3 separate regions of the Mus musculus genome follow, and all the other regions are linked to region 3. The links are chromatin contacts, called in public Hi-C and promoter capture Hi-C maps. All regions are on one chromosome and are shown on one strand. The core of a region is the stretch at or near the end of the contact, and the rest is flanking DNA. Distances in the headings are between cores, read along the strand shown.

The links. Promoter capture Hi-C pulls out the DNA fragments that hold promoters and counts their contacts. A called contact is a pair of places that touch in the nucleus more often than the background predicts.
Region 1: a promoter capture Hi-C map of trophoblast stem cells shows a contact between it and region 3, with 3 times the contacts expected there. The contact joins the enhancer-like site here to the promoter of Fhl3 in region 3. A contact is called at or near these places in 6 of 39 promoter capture datasets (cranial neural crest, embryonic stem cells, epiblast stem cells and 3 more) and 4 of 115 datasets of contacts at active chromatin or transcription factors (astrocytes, differentiating embryonic stem cells, embryonic midbrain and 1 more).
Region 2: a Hi-C map of uterus shows a contact between it and region 3. The contact joins the enhancer-like site here to the promoter of Fhl3 in region 3. A contact is called at or near these places in 1 of 39 promoter capture datasets (liver), 2 of 484 Hi-C or Micro-C datasets (natural killer cells and uterus) and 2 of 9 other capture datasets (adipose tissue and liver).

The regions. Positions count from the first base shown.
Region 1 is chr4:124,314,326-124,318,779 of GRCm38.p6, forward strand. All of the region lies in intron 4 of 1700021L23Rik (RIKEN cDNA 1700021L23 gene), which reads right to left. Among named protein-coding and RNA genes, the nearest start is that of 1700021L23Rik, 16 kb to the right of the region's middle. Within about 2 kb of position 3,141, at least 24 of the 459 cell types and tissues checked have an H3K27ac peak or open chromatin away from gene starts, as enhancers often do.
Region 2 is chr4:124,956,684-124,960,968 of GRCm38.p6, forward strand. Gm12930 (a long non-coding RNA gene) reads right to left here. Exons shown (of 3, transcript XR_003955275.1): 3 at 1-1,563. Among named protein-coding and RNA genes, the nearest start is that of Gm32371, 15 kb to the right of the region's middle. Within about 2 kb of position 2,563, at least 13 of the 459 cell types and tissues checked have an H3K27ac peak or open chromatin away from gene starts, as enhancers often do. A contact at or near this core is called in adipose tissue and uterus, where this site is marked.
Region 3 is chr4:124,698,875-124,702,823 of GRCm38.p6, forward strand. It overlaps Fhl3 (four and a half LIM domains 3), which reads left to right and starts at 1,825. Exons shown (of 6, transcript NM_010213.3): 1 at 1,825-1,977.

The sequences.
Region 1 (4,454 bases), core at 1,891-4,390, 380 kb before region 3:
GTGACTTTAAATGTTTGTGTTAAGGAAAAGAGTGTAGTATTGATCCTCAACGTCAGCCTAAGAATTCAGGCAGGAATGGCAAATTAAGATAAACAGGTATAGCTGGGTATGGTGGCACATGCCTTTAATCTCAGCACTCCAGAGGCAAAAGCAGTGGAGCTCTATGAGTTCAAGGCCAGCTTGATCTATATAGTGAGTTCTAGCATAGCACAGCCAAGACTACACAGAGATAGCCTGTCTCAAAACAAAAAAACAAAAAGCAAAAAACAAACAAACAAACAAGAAACGACAAGAAAAAAAAGATAAAGAGAAGTGGGAAAACTGTAAAAATCAATTTAGATAGAAAACAAACAGGAGAGGAAATTCAATGAATCTCAAATCTGGTTCTTTGGAAAGATCAACAAAATTGATCAAAAAAAAGAAAACAAAACAAAAAACAAAAAACTAACAACAAACCTCTAGCTAGATGAATCAAAAAAGAAAGAAGTACAAATAGCCAATACCATGAAAGGAAGGTATTAAGGTGCAAGGCAGGAATTTAAGGACTGGAGAGGTGGCTTTGTCCCCAAAGGAACTGACTTTGATCCTCAGAAACCAAGCAAAAGAGCCAGCACTCAAGCTGGAGACATGGCCCAACAGTTAGGAGCACTGACTGTTCTTACAGAAGATCCAGATTCAGTGCCCAGAACTCAGATGGGGTGGCTTACAACCTCCTGTAACCCCACTGCCACGGGGACTGATGCCCTCTTCTGGCCTTTACCAGTACCTGCACACACGTGGTACATGTAACACACACAAGTGCACACAACGCACTAAGTAAGTAAATAAACCATTTAAAAGAAGCAAAAGTAATTTCTCCTCCAAATTTATAAGAATTTGTCTAGCAATCTAATTTGAAATTCAGAAATGAATAATTAAAAACACAATTATGGAAAAAGATTCATTGTTCCTACTTTTATTTCTTTTATCCTGTTGACAAATCTTTTCAGTTAATGTACCTGCTACCTGCTATGATTCCAACTCTGAAGGGTTTTCTTTATATATATATATTCTCTCTCTCTCTCTCTCTCTCTCTCTCTCTGTGTGTGTGTGTGTGTGTGTGTGTGTGTGTGTGTGTGTGTGTGTGTACGTGTATTATGCACATATGCATGCAATGCCAACAGAGGCCAGAAGAGGACATTAAGATTACCTTGAATAGGAGTTTCAGGTGGTTTTGAGGGACCCAATGTGGGTGCTAGAGGCCAAACCTATGTTTTCTGGAAGAACAATGGCAGACTCTTAACTGAGAAGACATCTCTTCATCCTGCTGTTTTCCTTTTTCTTTTTTAAAAATTAGATCTTTGATTATTGTATTCTTTCATATGTCTTATATTCATCCCCGAAAATGTTTTTATTTAGCTGAATTTGCTTTTTTTGTCCCCCATAGCTGTCTTTTATTTCCATGTCTTACTGGATATTTGTCATACTATCATTATTATTAATAATTATTATAATTTCATTACTGTTGTTTTGAGACAAAGTCTTTCTCACTGTTAAATCATAGATCTGGAATAGGCTATTACGGTCAGCTTTATCATCAGGTTCTATGTTTCCATTTTCAAAAGGATATCTTTTCTTTTTTAAGATTTATTTATTTCATGTACGTGAGTACACTGGTTGTCTTCAGATTACAGATGGTTGTAAGGCACCATGTGGTTGGCTGGGAATTGAACTCAGGACCTATGGAAGAGCAGTCAGTGCTCTTAACTGCTGAGTCATCTCTCCAGACCCTCAAAAGGATATCTCAAGACACACTGATATGTTTTGTAATGATGTGGCATGATGTGATGGCAGGGGTGGGGGGACCATTTCTTGGCAGACCCATGCTGAAGCATCTTCCCTGAGGTCAGCCACACGGATGGTCTAGTATAAAAAATGACGTTTATTTGGGATATGGGAAGGGGGTGTGGGGAAGGGAGTAGAGGCAAAGAAAGAAAGGGGACAGAGATGGACAGAAAAGGCAAGGAGAGAGAAAGAAGGGAAGAGGCCTACTGGGAACACGTGGAGAGGGAGAGAGAGGAGAGAGAGAAGAGAGAGAGGAGAGAAGAGAGAGACGAGTGAGGAGAGAAAGAAGAGAGAGGGAGAGACAGAGAGGGAGAGAGACAGAGATAGAGACAGAGACAGAGAGGCTAAACAGTCCTTTTATAGCAAGCCAGGCTCATACCTGGCTGTTGCTAGGTAACTGTTGGGTGGAGCCTCGAAGAAATGCCAACGCCCCCTATTTCTGTTCCCACAGCCTTTTCCTTTGCTTAGACCCTTGGCCTTTCTCTTAGGGGTTGTTACAAAGACTTTGTAGCTGCTTCCAGCACCTTAGGACAATAGCTGACCAAACAAACTCTATGCTTTCTGTCTGTCTTCCTCTCCAGTGGCATGTCTTTCGCTCTCTTCTCGTCAATACCTAAGGAACCAGTGTTTCTGAAGTGGTCAGACTTCCCCCATCTTTGTTAGCTTCCTCAGCTGTTGAGATGCTCCTTATAAACGTTGGCAACCTTCCACTCATCCCTTGGGGTTCAGTTCAAACACTGGACACAACGGGGTGTCTTTTCTCCTCTGTCCTTCCTTCCCTGATGTGTCAAGCCGGGTACCCAGCACCCCATGCTTCTCCACCACAGCACTTACGATGTGACATAGCAACCCTCTGTCACAGAGGTACCAGATTCAAGTACCTTAGGACAGGCATTGTGGGTGCCTTAATATGGGAATCATCCTACACACCTTTGCTTCTCTAGCCCTTGGTTAGGCAGGACCTCCAGTGTGATGACCTCGAAGCCAGTTCCCAAGAACAGTGCTCATTCTACGCCTGCCCTGTGCTTCCTGGTGCTTAAACTCAGCTAATGATTGACAGTGGAAGTAACAGGAAGGCCAGCTGCAAAGCTGGGTCTCCAGCTGCCGGTACAGAGGACATGCAGCTCAGGGTGCTGTCCATGGTAGAGGAGCCCAGGCTGGGGCAGTGACATGAGCAGAAGCCTCCAGGAAGGGCTTTCACAGAGAGCAGGCAAGCTCCTGGGAGGACGTGCCCTTCACAGCAATGAATGCCTGGTGGACTGTTGGGTCTGTCTTCTCTCCTTTTCCCACTGTTCTGGGACTATGACAGGGAGACTGTATGAGGCAACGTCCCCTAGAAGGCGCAGGAAGCTGCCTGCCGCCAGCTCTGTTCTTCTCAGTCTGTATTCATATCTCCTGGGTGAAGAGTTGGAATTCCCCTGGAAATCTGCCATTGTCGAACTATGTGATTCAGAGACTGTAATCCTTTGGCTAGGGACTTAACTTTCTCCTTTAATGTGTGATGGGAGGATCTTCTAACCATATAGAGCAATATGTCATGAGTAAGGATAGGTTTAAAGACTGTTTTATACAGGCTGTGGGAGAACTCAGAGGTGGAGGGAGAGCTCTGTGGTCATTTCACTCAGTCTCTCCCTGTGATGGATAGTCAGCACCTCCCTGAGGTGCCACCTCAGGGCAGGTCCAGTCAGTCTTTTTTGACAGCCCCACCCCTACCCCCGGTGTAGTCCCTAATCTTGGTCATCTTTCTGGCCTAGGGATCTGCACAGTTTGTTCCGCAAGGCTGCCCTGTGATGGAAGGTCTTCTGGAGTTGTATACATGAAATTCAGTCCCAGCTCACCTCCAGGGAGGGAAGAAATTTGTAGGGTGAAAAATGGAGCCTGTTGCCCTGGAGAAGATGGCCGCGAACGCCAGCTGAGTCCTAGTCTGAGAATGTTAGTGAGGAAAGAGCTATGACAGAATGGGTATAAGCCAGCTAACCTATGGAAGTGGGCCATTGAGGGTGGTTTGAACCAGCAGGCATGAGGGCACATGCTGTGGAACAGAGCTGTTCTTACAGCCTCTCCCCTGCCCAGGGCAGGAACTGACAGAAGAGTTGACCAGCATCCTTTGCTGCTCCATCTCTCTTTTCCCTGAATCCTCATTCTTCCTTTCTTCAAATTTTTCCTTCCTGCTTCTATTTCTGTTGTCTGTCTGTCTCTCTTTACCCCCTCTCTGTGTCTCTCTCTTGTCTGTCTCTCTCTGTCTCAGTCTCTCTTGTCTGTCTCTCTATCTCTCTTCTGTCTCTGTCTATCTCTGTCTATCTCTGCCTCTCTGTCTGTCTGTCTGTCTGTCTCTCTTTCTCCCCCTCATCCCTCTTCCTTCCCCTCCCAACCCCTCCCTCCTCTCTTTCTCTTCCCCTTCCTCCCTCCTGCCCTCCTTTTTCCCTTCCTTTCTTCCCTCCCCTTTTCCCTCTCCTTCCCTTCTCTCTTTCAATCCCTTCTGACTTTCTGCTTATCTTCTCTTTGTTTCTTCCTTCAGCCTGTTTCTGTGACTCTCTCCTCCTGCTGTCTTTTCTGCCTCTACCACAATGTCTGTGCCCCTCAGACCCTGTGATAATTCGAAGGAAATATACCAGACATGCAACAACTCA
Region 2 (4,285 bases), core at 1,313-3,812, 260 kb after region 3:
ACAGCAAATTCAGGGGACGGCAGGCTAGAGGCAGAGCCATGTGCCCAGAGGGACCAGGATGGCATGATGGCTTGAATGCCAACAAGAAACAGAAAAGCCAGTAGGACCACAGGGGGCCCATCAGGAAGCCTAGGCTTGGGACTCTTCTATCCTCTCTCCATAATGAATCCAGGAAACACCAAAATTCACCAGTTTCAACAGTGTTTCCCCTCAAGAGCTCTCCCTTCCATCCCCAGTGTTCTTGGCTGTCTTCTTCACTGTGGGTGGATACAGAAAGAAGAGTGGGAGGGGTTGTGCATCCACCTTCATGTAGGGAAGCAGATGCTGAGAAAGGACCCCTGGAAATTTTTTGTTTGTTTTTGTTTTTTGAGACAGGGTTTCTCTGTATAGCCCTGGCTGTCCTGGAACTCACTTTGTAGACCAGGCTGGCCTCGAACTCAGAAATCTGCCTGCCTCTGCCTCCTGAGTGCTGGGATTAAAAGCGTGTGCTACCAGGCCCGGCCCCCTGGAAATTTTTTAAGGCAACCAGAACCAAGCTTTGACTGAGCACCAGATGGTCATCTTTATGCCCCCTTCTTCACCCACACAGGCTGCCTCTTTCACACTGGTCCACCCAAGCTTATTGTCTCTGATGCTGCCTGCTCTCCTGCAATGGCATCCCCAAGGCGCACTAGTCTCTTAGAGGACAGTACTTCCAACCTCTCCAGTGTGTCCTTTTATTCTGCACTTGCTATCTGGCAGCTGCTGGCCTCTGGCTCCAGTCTCTATCTTTCCAACTTGCTCTTGGCCAAGAAGATGGCTCTACTCCAAAAGTCCAACAGTGTTCTTATCTCTGCAGCCTCCCTAAGGTCCCAGGGCCTGCAAAAAGTCCTTGGCATGTTGTTCCAGACCCCTCCTGGGCCCACCACTTTCCCTTCAGCTCCTAACGCAACTCAGGTCCTCTCTAAACAGGCACAGAATTCTCTCCACTGTCCCTACACCTTTGTCTCAGGGTATATCTGCCAGGATGTCTGAAGGGATGTCCAGAGGAGCCAGAGGATGGTTAGTGTATGTGTGATGCATCTGTATGTGTGCTGGAGGGGGTATACATATGTACGTGGGTGTGAACATGTGTGTGGAAGCAAGAGGTCAACTTTGGGATCCATTTCTTGGGATATCATCCACTTTGGTTTTTTGAGACAGGATTTACCACTGATCTGGAGCCCACCAAATGAGTTAGGCTGGCTGGACCCAAGCCCCCAAGATCTGCCTGTCTTTGTTTCTCCCATGCCGAGTGTCTACCTCTACCACCATGTCCAGAGCCTTAGGTCTTCATGCCTTCAAGGTAAGCACTGTACAGGCTGAAACACTCCCTTGGCCTTCTGGTCCCTTTCACGGGGTAGCTTCTTTATCAACTTCTCCACGAAGTCTTTCTTGACCACTTAAGACAAGTCATTGTCCTCCTCTGTCTCCCCTTCCACTGTGTGCTCCAGGATAACAACCTGTGGTGTCACCTTTCCATGGTGTATACTTCTTCAGGACAGGATCTGTGTGTCTATGTGTCCATAGAAGAGATCTATGTATCTGTGCCAGAAACAGAGTTTGGAGCCCTTTAGATACTAGATTGGACATTAATTTATTGAGTAAATGAATAAATCTGCCCATCGACCCATCCATCCATCTAGCATGTATCCCTCCATCTCCATCCACAAGAGTCCCTTTAAAAACCTTTTTTTGCCTGCATTATACATGTATGTACCACTTTCTTGCCTGGAGCTTACAGAGGCCAGAAGAGACTGTCCGATCCCCTAGAACTGCAGTTACTGCCATGTGGGTGCTGGGAATTGAACCCAGGTCCTCTGGAAGAGCAGCCAGTGCTCTTCACCACTAAGCCATCTCTCCAGCTTGGTCCCTTATTTGCAGTGTGTAACCCACTGCTTTAGCTTTCTACTTTAGAGAGCATACTGTCTCGTTTTACACAGCTTACAATGTACCCAGAAAGGAAGGCTCTACTGCACTCCTAGAGGACTTGGCCCCCCATGTGGCATGTGCCCAGAGGATCACTGACAACTTCCTTCCTGGGTATCCTTGCAGAAAAGCCCTTCCTGAGGCCACAAAGCAGATCCCCTGCAGACTAATTCACCAGTTGACTCTATGGGCAAGCCAGGCCTAATCACCCTTAGGCCCAGGCATAAGTCTACGTTGCCTGGATGCTTATGTGGATTGCTGTGTGGAATGAAGCCTTCTCTAAGAGGCCCCTAGCTCCCCAGCCTTCGTGACAGCCCCTGCAAGTCACAGTGGTGATGCCTAGTCACATCTGCAGGTAATTTCTTGCTCCATCTGCACTGGAGTGGATCTTATTCAGATCAGAACAACACCCTCTGTCCTTGTGCCATCTCTCGGGCGGGAGGGGCCCCTGTGTCCCCTGTAAAGCATGTTGCTCTAGCTCTTCACTGGAACCTTCTGTCTCCTAGCGAGCTCTGATGGCATTTGGAGTAGCCATGAGGTCAGCAGGCATGCTCACTACGAAGGCCTGGCCTCCAGCAGCTGGGTGCGTGCGCAAAAAAATTCTGGGCTGTGCTGCCTGACATTTGAAGTCATTTACAGGGAATAAGTTCCATGCTTGCACCCTGCTCAGCCTTTCGTAACAGCAGCCAAACTGTCCGCCCTGGACAGGACATAAATTCTGCTGCCTAGTCACTGGGCCAGCTCTTCTTCTGGAACTGCTTCCTTCCCGAAGCTTGCCGGGGGTGGGGGGTGGGGGGGGTGCAGGGGGCTGGTGGGGGGGTGCAGCTCGGGAAATGTTTCAGGAAACTGATGCAGTGTGGGAGAGAGTGCACAATATTAACAGATAAAGTGCAGGGGGCCAGCTTCTAGGCCAGGCAAGTGCCTTTGCTCTGAATGGTAGATCTTCTCACTTTTGAGAGATGTGTGGTTCCTGCTTCTGCTTCTGTTGTTTGTATGGAAGAAAGACCCCAAATGTGCCTGACACCCCACAGAAGGCCCCCACAGGGACACAGAGGTGCTCCTTCCCACCCACCCCCGCAGAGAGGCTGTGCACCCTTGGGGGAGGAATGCAGCCTCTCTGTATTCCAATTTCTATCTCTGAGAATGAGATCAGGGCCGTACCCATCTCGTGTGACCATTGGGGACACTATGTGACATGTTGCAGGAGCACTGGCCTCCGTGCGGTGGAGCTAACACTTGTTAGCAGAAAGCATCCTGCTTTTCTCTGTTCATACAACAAAATGCAGAGGTCCTACTGTTGCTGGGCAGTAGGCTAAAAATGTAGCACAGTTAGGGATACCAATTAGGACCATAGTCATTCATGTGACTTGACCTGCTGACTTAATTTTTCTGTTCATTGGCCCATCAGTGTGTGTGTGTGTGTGTGTGTGTGTGTGTGTTGTGTGTGTGTGTGTGTTGCTGGGAATTGAAATGCAGGCCTTTAGCATGCTAGGCAATTGCTCTACTACAAAGCATTAGACACAGTCAATTAAAAAGATTTTAAAAATTGAGACAAGGTCTAACTAAGTTACTCAGGCTGGCCTTGAACTTGCCATCTTCCTGCGGTAGCCACAGGAGCGGCTGGGACGAGAGGCATGTGCTCCCAGGCCTACCCGGCTTACCCTTTTTGTTATAAGAATTTCCAATGTCTAGGCATGGTGGTGTCTGCCTTTAATCCTCTAGCACTTGGAAGGCAGAGGCAGATGGATCCCCATGAATTAGTTCTAAGGCATTCTGGTCTACATAGCAAGTTCCAGGATAGCCAGAGCTACATAGTAGAGAGACCCTGTCTCAAAAACAGATGCCAGTGGAGGCTTGTTGATACTGCCTAGCTGAGCTTACAGATGTATCTAATAAGACACAGAACCTGTGATGACCTCTAACTAGAACCTCCGTGTTCAGATCTTCTCCTGATCATCATCTTCCTTGCTCTTTCCAAGGTCAGCTGATAGGACCTTTCACTTCAAGAAGTCTCTTCCTCCAGGAAATCTTCAAGAACTCCCCTCTGGTCTGGCTCAGGTGGCCTGATAGGTTTCTTCTTACAGCCATGAGGTTGAGGTTTGGGGGCTTTTTTTTTTTTTTCATGACTGAAAATGGACAGGTACTGGGTGTAGATGGCTCCCTGCCCTCCACAGAACCTACAGGACACAGGGCACAAAATAGAAGCCCTGTAAATATGTCTCAAACATAGACTTTGGGCCTGTGGCCAGCTCTTACTAGGGAGTGCCTAACTTACCAGGACCTCACTCCTGTGGGGAAGAACTTTCTGACCAATGGCTCAGACAATGGAAGAAGAGGT
Region 3 (3,949 bases), core at 575-3,074:
GGAAGCGGTTTATCTGACTTCTACTTCATCATAGTGCATCACTGAAGGATGTCAGGACAAGAACACAAACAGGGCAGGGACCTTGAGGCAGGAGTTGATGTGGAGACCATGGAGGGGTGCTGCTTACTGGCTTGCTCCTCATGGCTTGCTCAGTCTGCTTTCTTATGGTATCCAGGACCACCAGCCCAGGGATGGCACCACCCACCATGGCACTGGGCTGGCTCTTCCTCCATCAATCACTAATTAGAAAAATGCCCTACAGGCTTTCTTACATCCTGATCTTATGGAAGCATTTCTCAATTGAGGTTTCCTCCTTACAAACAAACAAACACCTCTAGATTGTGTCAAGTTGACACAAAACTAGACAGTACAGTTTCCCACCATTGTCCCCACTTCAGGTCAGGACAGACAGACCCCTCTCGCTGTCTACTCCAACCAGGAATGATAGTGTTTCCTGCATTCCTGTACATAGAGCTCCCTAGACCTGGGAGACAAGTCCCAGAGGAAGGGCTCACCCTCAGACTGTCTGATAGTAGGTGCCTGGCAGGGAGTGGCAGGGGGTCCAAATGAAAGCAGTGTGTGACATTCATCCCTCATTTACTGCAGGTCAAACACTGGAGTAGATACTGGGAATGCAGTAGTGAAAAAAAAAAAAAAAAAAAACCGACCCAACCTCTGCCCTCGTGGCATTTGCAATTTAAGAATCAACAACATTTAAGCAATCCTTTAACTCTGAAAGAAAACCTGGCCTAGAGGCTGTCTTAGGACCTAGCAACCAGACCCCTGATACAGAAGGGAAGGCGCCACACCAGCCTTGAAGGGTCTTAATCCCCAAAATGCTAGCAAGGCTGGATGCAGCCTTGAATTAGGGGGGGCCTCTCTGGACATCTGAATCATCCCCGAGACGCAAAGGTTATTACCAGGGTTAGTTTGTTGTCTCTTGTTTTGCAAACAGCACAACAGAGCTCCCCCACCCCCACCCCGCCCTCCAGATCAAGGCTATTTATTCCTAGTGACAAGCCTGAGGATCCCAAGGGGGGTGGCCTCAAGGACCTGGATGGGCCTCGTGTCCCTGGCAGACACTAGTCCTCCCTTCCCGGAATAGGGTAGAAGCTGGAGGATCAAAAACTGCACAAGTTCCCTCCCTTCTTAACCACCCCTGCCTGCACCAACCACTCGCACTGTTCACACACCCTCTCGAGAAACCCAAAGCCAGGGAGGCCGAGGATTAGGGTCTCCCTGAGCCTCAAAGGTCAAAACTATTCCTGGGCACTATAGAAACCTCAGTGCCAGGGCACAGTTGAGGATGGGGAGGTTGTTGCCTGTGCTTTCGCCAGTCGCTTATAGAATAAAGCCCTTTGAAATTGAGGAGGATAAAGGCTCGCTCTCTTTAGCCCAAGTTTCTAGAAAAAAAAAAAAAACCTTGATCTCCGCTGGTAAGGCAGAATCAAAACCACGCCTCCAGCCGGCTGGATTAAGGCCTCCTTCCCAAGCTAAGGTTTAGTGTAACATCTGGGGATGAGCTAGAGGGAAAAGAGGAAGGGAGGTCTGGTCTCCAGATGGACTCTAGCTAGTCCTAGGAGCTCTGCACCCCTGGCCTGAGATCGCTTCCAGCCGTCCCCCGGGGTCCGAAGGGCGCAGGAGGCGGGTTAAGCTGCAGGGGGCGAGCAAGGAGTGGTCGAGGAGGTCAGAGCACCAGGTTCGACTGGGCTGGGCTCGCCGCAGGCAGGAGGGGGCGGGGTCTGGCCCTTGCGGGCGGGTTGGGGGCCCGGGGGCGGGGTCCGGGCGGGGCGGGCCCGAGCACTTCCTCGGAGGCTTAGGGCCGCGCGCCCACTCGCCCACACAGTCAGTCGCAGCCGGCTACCTCGCCGCTGCTCTCTCGGCCCCCCTCCGCCTGGCCCACAGGTAGGAGCCGCCGGGCGATCGGCTCCCGCCCCACCCACGCCGCGCGCGCCCAGCTCCCGCGCCCGCTTCGAGGTGAGAGTCCCCCGCCCCAGCTGCGCTCGGACCAGGGTCGCTCTCTGGGCCCCTCACCCCTGTCTTCTGCTGGGGCATCCCGAATTCGGGACCCCACGCGCCTGCACGGACCCCACCGCTCCGCGCCTCCCGGCCGGGCGGGGACCGCCAGAGTTGCAAGGGGTGGGGACCAAGTTTGAACTAGAAAAGCTACAGAGATCAGCAGGGTTGGAGAAACTGAGGCTCTTAGGGAGCCTGGTAGAACAGACAAGGACGCGCGCCCCAGGAGGCTACCGGGACCACTCCAACGAGGGCAGAGAATGGCCGGATGAACTTCTCGAGGCACGGCGGGGACCCGGGTTCTGGGGAGCATTTTAAGAAGCAAATGTATGGCCCCAGGGAACTCATTGCTAGCACCCTTCCCAGGGCCTTGGAGGGCCCCGAGGCTGGAGCTTGTTAGACTAGCGCTAAATCTGCCTCCCGGAGGCCTAAAGAGACTCTCAGGTCAGAGACATAGAGACGTCGAGAGAGACCAAGACTTGGATATGAACAGGGATAGAGATCCCCAGAGTGGAGGCCCTACTGGGACACAGCTCCAGAGATACAGGAACACCTTCACCCAAACACAAAGACGGGTACTGACTAAGCTCAAGGGTACTGAGAGGTACGGAGTGGAGGCTAGAGTTCGCTGAGGAGAGACACCTAGTGTGTTCACTGACAGCTGCCCCAGGCTTGAAAGGGTGGAGGCAAGGCTAGGGGGAAATTGACTCTTAGCCAGCCCATCCCCCAGGAGGCAGAGGACCTGAGGCTGTAAAGCTGAGCTGAAGAGAGAGAGAGAGCCCCATACACACACAGCCACTAAGACAGCGCCAACTTATTTTTAAACTCAAATCTTGGACGCTCTGCTTCAGCCCTAGGGGACTCTGGGGTGAATGAAATGTCCCTCTCCTGTTCTCGGAGCAGCTGCAGGATCTGCTCCCTTCGCCCTAAACTGCTTTGACTTCCAGGCCCTGTGGGGAAGAGGGGCAGTGGAGAGTTTGGGATTGGTGCCTGGTTGGGGGGGGGCTCTAATTTCTCCCCTAAGTCTCTTGTCAAGGGGGAGGGGTCTTCTCTGAGTTACAGCTGTGGGGTCTGGCCAGGGTCCTCCTGGACTTGGGATGGGCGGGGGGGGGGGGTTGCGGGAGGCGGGGAAGGGGGATATACTAAAGGGTTGAGCAGTTGGCATGGGTAATTGGAAAGACTTCTGGGTGTCTTCCAATGGCAGGCTGGCAGCCGGGGAAGACAGCCAGCTCTAGTGTATCTCCTGTTCGCCCTCCCTCCCCCCCAAAGGATGACTGCCCCTTCCACCACTACCAAAGCATTTCTAGGCAGAGTTCCCCTCTGATGGATAGGACACTTCTGCTCCAATTGCTGAACAGCCTTGGCCATGCCCCTAGCCTGCCCCTGGTATCTTGTACTGAGCTCTAAAGGGGACCTATACTCTGTCCTTCCTTTTCGTAAGCTGAGATGCAGTGGTCGTGGGGTGTGTATTTTGTAGATGACAAGGAATCTAGCAAGTATGTGCTCCTGGGAACTAACCATCTCTAAGGTCTTTAAAGTCCCCCCCACCCCACCCTGGTATCCCACTGGCTGGGCTAGAGCTTACGATGTGTACCAGTGGTTCCCTCAGACTTCACTAAGACTCCCAAGGTCACATCCCAGGTTAACTCTTGCTTCGGGCCTACCTGAGACTACCACTGTTTGGCTCCAGTAGGAGTTGAGGGGCTTGTTGTAAAAATACAAGTGACTAGCGTTTACTTACAGTGATTAGCGTTTACTACAGACTTATTACAGAAGCTGTCATGGGGATTATCACATTTTAGCTTGACAGCTGTCCTAGGAGAGGGAGGTAGTAATAGTATCTCATTTAACTGGTTGCACCTATACTCTCAGGGAATGAAAACTGTATACCCAAGGTCACAGGATTTCAAGTCAGGTGTATTTTTTGTGACTC